Regions from separate parts of the Mus musculus genome. Here region 1 is linked to region 2. A link is a contact called in public HiChIP or PLAC-seq data. All regions are on one chromosome and are shown on one strand. Each heading gives the region's core, a stretch centred on a gene start, on an enhancer-like site or on the middle of the called end of the contact. The rest is flanking DNA. Distances are from core to core; before and after follow the strand shown. Region 1 overlaps Rcor3 (REST corepressor 3). Region 2 holds the start of 1700034H15Rik (RIKEN cDNA 1700034H15 gene).

Evidence for each region. HiChIP or PLAC-seq counts read pairs in DNA pulled down with a chosen protein or histone mark.
Region 1: a contact with region 2 is called in an H3K4me3 HiChIP or PLAC-seq map of the SCID.adh cell line, with 10 read pairs. The contact joins the enhancer-like site here to the promoter of 1700034H15Rik in region 2. A contact is called at or near these places in 1 of 39 promoter capture datasets (pre-B cells), 6 of 484 Hi-C or Micro-C datasets (B cells, CD8 T cells, bone marrow-derived macrophages and 3 more), 8 of 115 datasets of contacts at active chromatin or transcription factors (the 230-238 cell line, the SCID.adh cell line, bone marrow-derived macrophages and 4 more) and 3 of 9 other capture datasets (adipose tissue, liver and pancreatic islet).

Annotation. Positions count from the first base shown.
Region 1 is chr1:192,114,994-192,117,693 of GRCm38.p6, reverse strand. Rcor3 (REST corepressor 3) reads left to right here. Exons shown (of 12, transcript NM_001346740.1): 9 at 1,348-1,425. Among named protein-coding and RNA genes, the nearest start is that of Gm10516, 21 kb to the left of the region's middle. Within about 2 kb of position 1,268, at least 12 of the 459 cell types and tissues checked have an H3K27ac peak or open chromatin away from gene starts, as enhancers often do. A contact at or near this core is called in the SCID.adh cell line, where this site is marked.
Region 2 is chr1:191,906,173-191,908,872 of GRCm38.p6, reverse strand. It overlaps 1700034H15Rik (RIKEN cDNA 1700034H15 gene), which reads left to right and starts at 1,346. Exons shown (of 5, transcript NR_030669.1): 1 at 1,346-1,813. Slc30a1 (solute carrier family 30 (zinc transporter), member 1) reads right to left here and starts at 2,092. Exons shown (of 2, transcript NM_009579.3): 1 at 1,260-2,092; 2 at 1-22. The coding sequence starts at 1,866.

The DNA.
Region 1 (2,700 bases), core at 19-2,518, 210 kb before region 2:
ACAGCCAGGGCTACACAGAGAAACCCTGTCTCGAAAAACATACAAAACAAAAAAACAAACAAACAAAAACCAACCAAAAGGAAGGGGTTAGCAAGAAGACAGTTCTCATGTATACTCTACAAGGACACTAAGTTGCTCATAGACTCATAGTGTGAAGCTTGGCTTATGTTTAGATTGCACTTAGCACACGTATAACCTGGAAAGATTACTTAACCTCTGTGAGCCTTGTATTTTTATGTATTTCTATGGATGGTTCCAGTGGAAGCAGAGTCAGGCCTACTTCAGCTCCTGTTTGAAAACATGCATATTCCACTGCCTTTGATAGATAAATTGGGAAACAATTTGAGTGGAGTGTGATTTTTGTGTTGGGCAAATGTATGTTTTTTGTCAGTGAAGAACTATATCTAGTTGGCGAGTACATTCATACACCTCTATTGTGTAGCAGCCATATCAATTCACTGTGTGTTGGAAACCGCACACATCTGATGTAAACCTTGGGTAGAATTTCAAATAACCCTCCTTCTACCATGCACAGGAGCTCAGAAGGTGCAGCCAGGCTGACACCTGGCTTCACACTAGCCTGAATATTTTTATAAGGTCAAGTGCCATCTTGATTGTAGCATTTCTGCATTTCTTTAGCGTATATAAAATTCTGCTCCCATCTTTGTTAGATCCCTATCTTTTCATGTTTGCCATTGAAGATGTTGACTGTTCTACCCAAAAGGTACCTTTTCCCCATAAGATGTAGGTTTTTGTTAATTAAAGATCTTACATAATGAAATAACTTTTAAGAGTGTGTATGTTGTGTTATACAGAACTAGTTATATTTACCACACAAATGGTTGTAAGAATTGAGTGACTTGTTTTTAACGTAAAAGAATGATGTTTTATATCTAGCAAATAATAGTCGTGATCACCATTATTATTATAGGAACGTTTGCCATTTGGTCAGAACATTATGGTGATGAGAACTGGCAATAGAGTTTAATCTTTGTTTATTGCCAGCTGCCTTTGGTTATAAAAGACACTGTTAAATGATGTTTAAAGTCTGATTTAGGATGAGGTGTAGCCTGGTGGTAAAGTGCTTGCCTTCCAGGAGTGAAGCTCAGCTCAGAGCTCAGAACCACCACCACCCCACAAAAGAGTCTTACTCAGAGTCCTGTCAATCTGCCAAAGTATGTGCTAATCGATTGACAGAATGGCACGTCTTACGTGGGACAATTGTGTCTGTCCTCCTGAACTGAAACCTGTGATGGTGTTGATGCATGCCCTGTTGACTTACGTAGTACTTACTCACAAGGCTTTACTGAGTGCATGATCTGACTCACGTTTTGTCATTTTGTGAAGGTTCAGAATGCTAAGCAAGTAAACAGTGCACTTAAGCAGAAAATGGAAGGTGGAATTGAAGAGTTCAAACCGCCTGAGGTATGATCTGAGATGCATGTGATCGAGTGCCTGTGCTTTGGGGTTGCCCAGTCTCGGGGTCTACGCTGGTCCCTTTGGAACATTTCACAATGTGGACAATTGATCATCCCTAGTTTTTTCACCTACATAATTATCTTTTGACTCTTGACTGATGTTTCCATATTTAAATTAATTCACCTCCCTTGCCCTCAGCAGTAAGAGAGGGCATAGGGCATAGTCCCTGGGAGGCTGCAACACATCTGGGCATAAGCAGTATTTGTTCAAAGCCCTTTTCTACTTGTGTGAATTGGTAACACTACAGAATAAATCACAAGGGGTTTTTCTTAAACAAAACTTTATTTTAAGACTCTTGCTTTTTAGCTCAAACTTCAATGAGGATTTTACTGTATTTATTTTCTTACATTCTACCTGAAAATGTAAAATCTCATATATAAAGATATATATTACCTATCTTATTACCAAATTCTTATTTGGGTTTTGTTTCTGTGTTCATGGTAAGTATAGGAAAACTTAAATGCCCCCAAAATCCAATCAAGTCTTTTTACAAAAGTTTCTGCAGTAAAATCTTTGATTTTTTTTTTCTAAAGACTCCCAAGTTACAATTCATATTCTGGATTTGCCTTTCTCTGAATATAGTGATCAAATAGTTGCATATGTTCCTGTGGGGCCTCTCTGTGCTTCCTGTATCTGACTTAACAGCTGCAGATGAGATAAGGGAGATGGCAAAGTAGCAGGGTAGTGCGCAGAAACAGTGCTCCCCACAGCAGGGCCACAGAAACAGTGCTCCCCACAGCAGGGCCACAGAAACAGTGCTCCCCACAGCATGGCCACAGAAACAGTGCTCCCCACAGCAGGGCCACAGAAACAGTGCTCCCCACAGCAGGGCCACAGAAACAGTGCTCTCCACAGCAGGGCCACAGAAACAGTGCTCCCCACAGCAAGGCCACAGAAATAGTGCTTCCCCACATCAAGGTTAGGTCATGGGAAGCAGTGAAAAATGCATAGATCCGTATCTCATTTCAAGCTCCATTTTATAAACTGAATACATTCTAGTGACATTGAGTTAAGGGAGTTGTAATAGCAAACATTTTATTTTCCTATATTATTGCAAAAGGAAGCTTTAAAATGTGAATTGGTCATTTAAATTTTGTATTTAATCATATGTTGAATATATATAAAGCAAAATTTTCAAATACTAACAACTTCATAATTTAAAAATTCTATGAGTGCAGTAGGTATTAAGAGCATGGCAGGTTACAGGCACAGGGACACCCC
Region 2 (2,700 bases), core at 97-2,596:
TCACTTCTCAATTTTTCTGGCTCTACAACAAAACAATACAATTTTCACTAAGCACATTTAAAGTGTCCACAGAAACATCTTGTCTGGCAGTGAGTGAGTTTAAACTTGTTTCATAAAGCTGTGACAATGACAGTGTGCTGAGAGCAACCCACAGTGAGCTAGCCCTGGGTCCCGCCAGTACCCAACAGCGGAGAGTCCACTGTGTCACTGGGCTACTGCTCCTTGTTCCTTCCCACCTCTCACCTGCCCTCACTGCTGGGATGGGGTCGTGTAAACACTGCGTCACCTCTCTGAAACATACAAGAGAAACAAAACTCTAGGCAATCAGTAAGCATCACTGAAGGGATGTCCTCTGACAGGAACAAACCTGATGTGAGGGTCTCTGTCAGTGGCACTAGACAGACTGAGAAAAGCAGCTCTAACGTAAAATCATCGTCAAGAACATAAAACATAGCGTCTTTGTAGAAGGGTTCACAAACTGACAAATCAACAACCTGGGTCTATTGCTGGGGGTGCAGGCCTTGACCCCAGAGAGACATGCAGGAGGTAATCTGTGAGTTTGAGGCCGGCCTGTCCTACAGAGTGAGTTCCAGGACAGCCAGGGCTATCCTGAGAAACCCGTCTAGAGGAACCAAAAACAAACCAACAAAACAACCTGAAGCTATCAACAAAGTTGGAAGTCAACAATCACTAAGTAACCTGAAAGTTCCCGTCAGAGGGCACACCTGAGGAGCTTCTCTTTCTCCTTTCCCACGCACCACCTGAACTTCCAAACATGTTCCTATGCATTGGAGAAGGTAAGCTGCCTCCGTAAGTAACCTAACCAGATACAAGTGGCAAGAAAAACTGGAAGATACACACAATGTTAACATCGAGGGTGGTAGGTTCTTTCTCATTTCTTTTCAACACTTACCTTCCAAATTACCATCAAGCACACGTGCTCAAGATGAAAAACGCTCGTTAAAACCACGAGAGTAATACATCACCACTGGGTCGAGCACCATTATGCCAACCCGAGGAGGTGAGGGTGCAACGTGCCTTGGCAGGTCCCTAAACAGTGATTTTCCGGATTAGGTGGTCGGTTCAGGGAAACACACACTCCCGTTCACAAAGGCCGCCTTTAACCAGGGCCCACACACCCCCAGCACATCATTATCAAACTTGTTCAGTGGGCACGAAACCACCGCGCACCTGGGCGCGGGGCGTGGCACCCACCGCGGTCGCCAGGGGGCGCCTGTCCCGAACACTGTGGCGCTCACCTGCCTGGTCCGCCTTCAGCCCGTTGGAATTGCTGGTGTTGGCCACCAGCGTGTTGGTCTCCTCCTGGTCCGGCGCCCGGCCCGGCGGCGCGCCCGCCTCGACCCCCGCGCGGCCCGCCTTGCGCGCGCCCTTGGCGAGGTGGCCGTGGCCGTGGCCGTGCGAGTGGCCGTGGCCCGCGCCCTGGCCCTCGCCGCTGTGATGGTGGAACAGACAGAGCCCCAGCACGTTGACCAGCAGCCCCGCCACGCCGACGCTCAGCACCACGAGCGGCTGCTGCATCTCATGCGGCTCGATGAAGCGCTCGACGGCTTCCAGCAGGATGGCGAAGCACAGCCCCGTGAGGAAGATGGCGTTCACCAGTGCGCCCATCACCTCAGCGCGGATCCAGCCGAACGTGTTCTTCTGCGTGGCGTGAGTCCTCCGGGCGAAGCGCTCGGCCACCAGCGCCACTACGAGCGCCAGCACGTCCGACAGCATGTGGAAGGAGTCGGACAGCATGGCGAGCGACGCGGTCACCCGGCTCACCACCACCTCCAGCACCATGAACATGAAGGTCAGCAGCAGCATGCACAGCAGCCGGCCGCGGTTGCGGCCCCAGCAGCCCATGGCGGCGGCCTGAGGCTCGGCGCTGACGCGGGAACGGGAGCGGCGCTGTGGGGAAACCGCCGGCCGCGCAGCTACTCAAGCGCCGGCGCTCGGCTGGGCTGGCGAGGCGGAGGGCGCGGCGGGCCACTGCGTGCCGAGGGGCTGCCGAGCATCGGACCGAAGCGCTCGGGAGACGGCGTCCGCGGCGACTGCGCTCGGCCCGGAGGCGTCCGCCGTCTTCGCCCCCCCTCCTTTGCAGACGGTTTACAAAAAAACTTTGCTTTGCACTCGGAACCCCCGTTTTCACACGGACCCGAGCGTGACAAGGCCCCGGTGCCCCGCCCCCCAGGCCCGGCTCGCCTCCCCATTGGCCAGAGCTGCCTCACGACAGCCCCGGCGTCCCGCCCTTCCTCGGCCTCTATTGGCTAGCGCGGCGGAGGGGCGGGAGGGGGCGGGGCGCGGCCGCGGGAGCTGGGGGCGGGGCCTGTGCACTGGGGAGCCGGGCGTGGGCCGGGGGCCGCGGCCGGGTGCAGCGGCGGGCGGTACGGGGGAGGGTGGGCGCGGGCCGCGTGCAGCGGTGGGCAGGCGGCAGGGCGGTGGCGCCGAGCCCTGGGGCGCAGTGAGCAGTTGCCGCTTCCCGCGGTGCGGGTTCCGGGCCGCGGTTCCCCTTTGCCGGCCCGGCCGCCCCAGACTTTGATCCTGGGAGCTGGGTGCACGTGGGGGCGGCTGGGTGACAGGTCGGCGCCCAGGAGGGGCGGGGAGTGTGGGCTGTGCGGACGGCGGCGGGGGCGCGGCCGCGGCCGAGTGAGGAGCTGAGTTAGGAACTGGTTGCTAGCAGCACAACCTTAGCCTCAG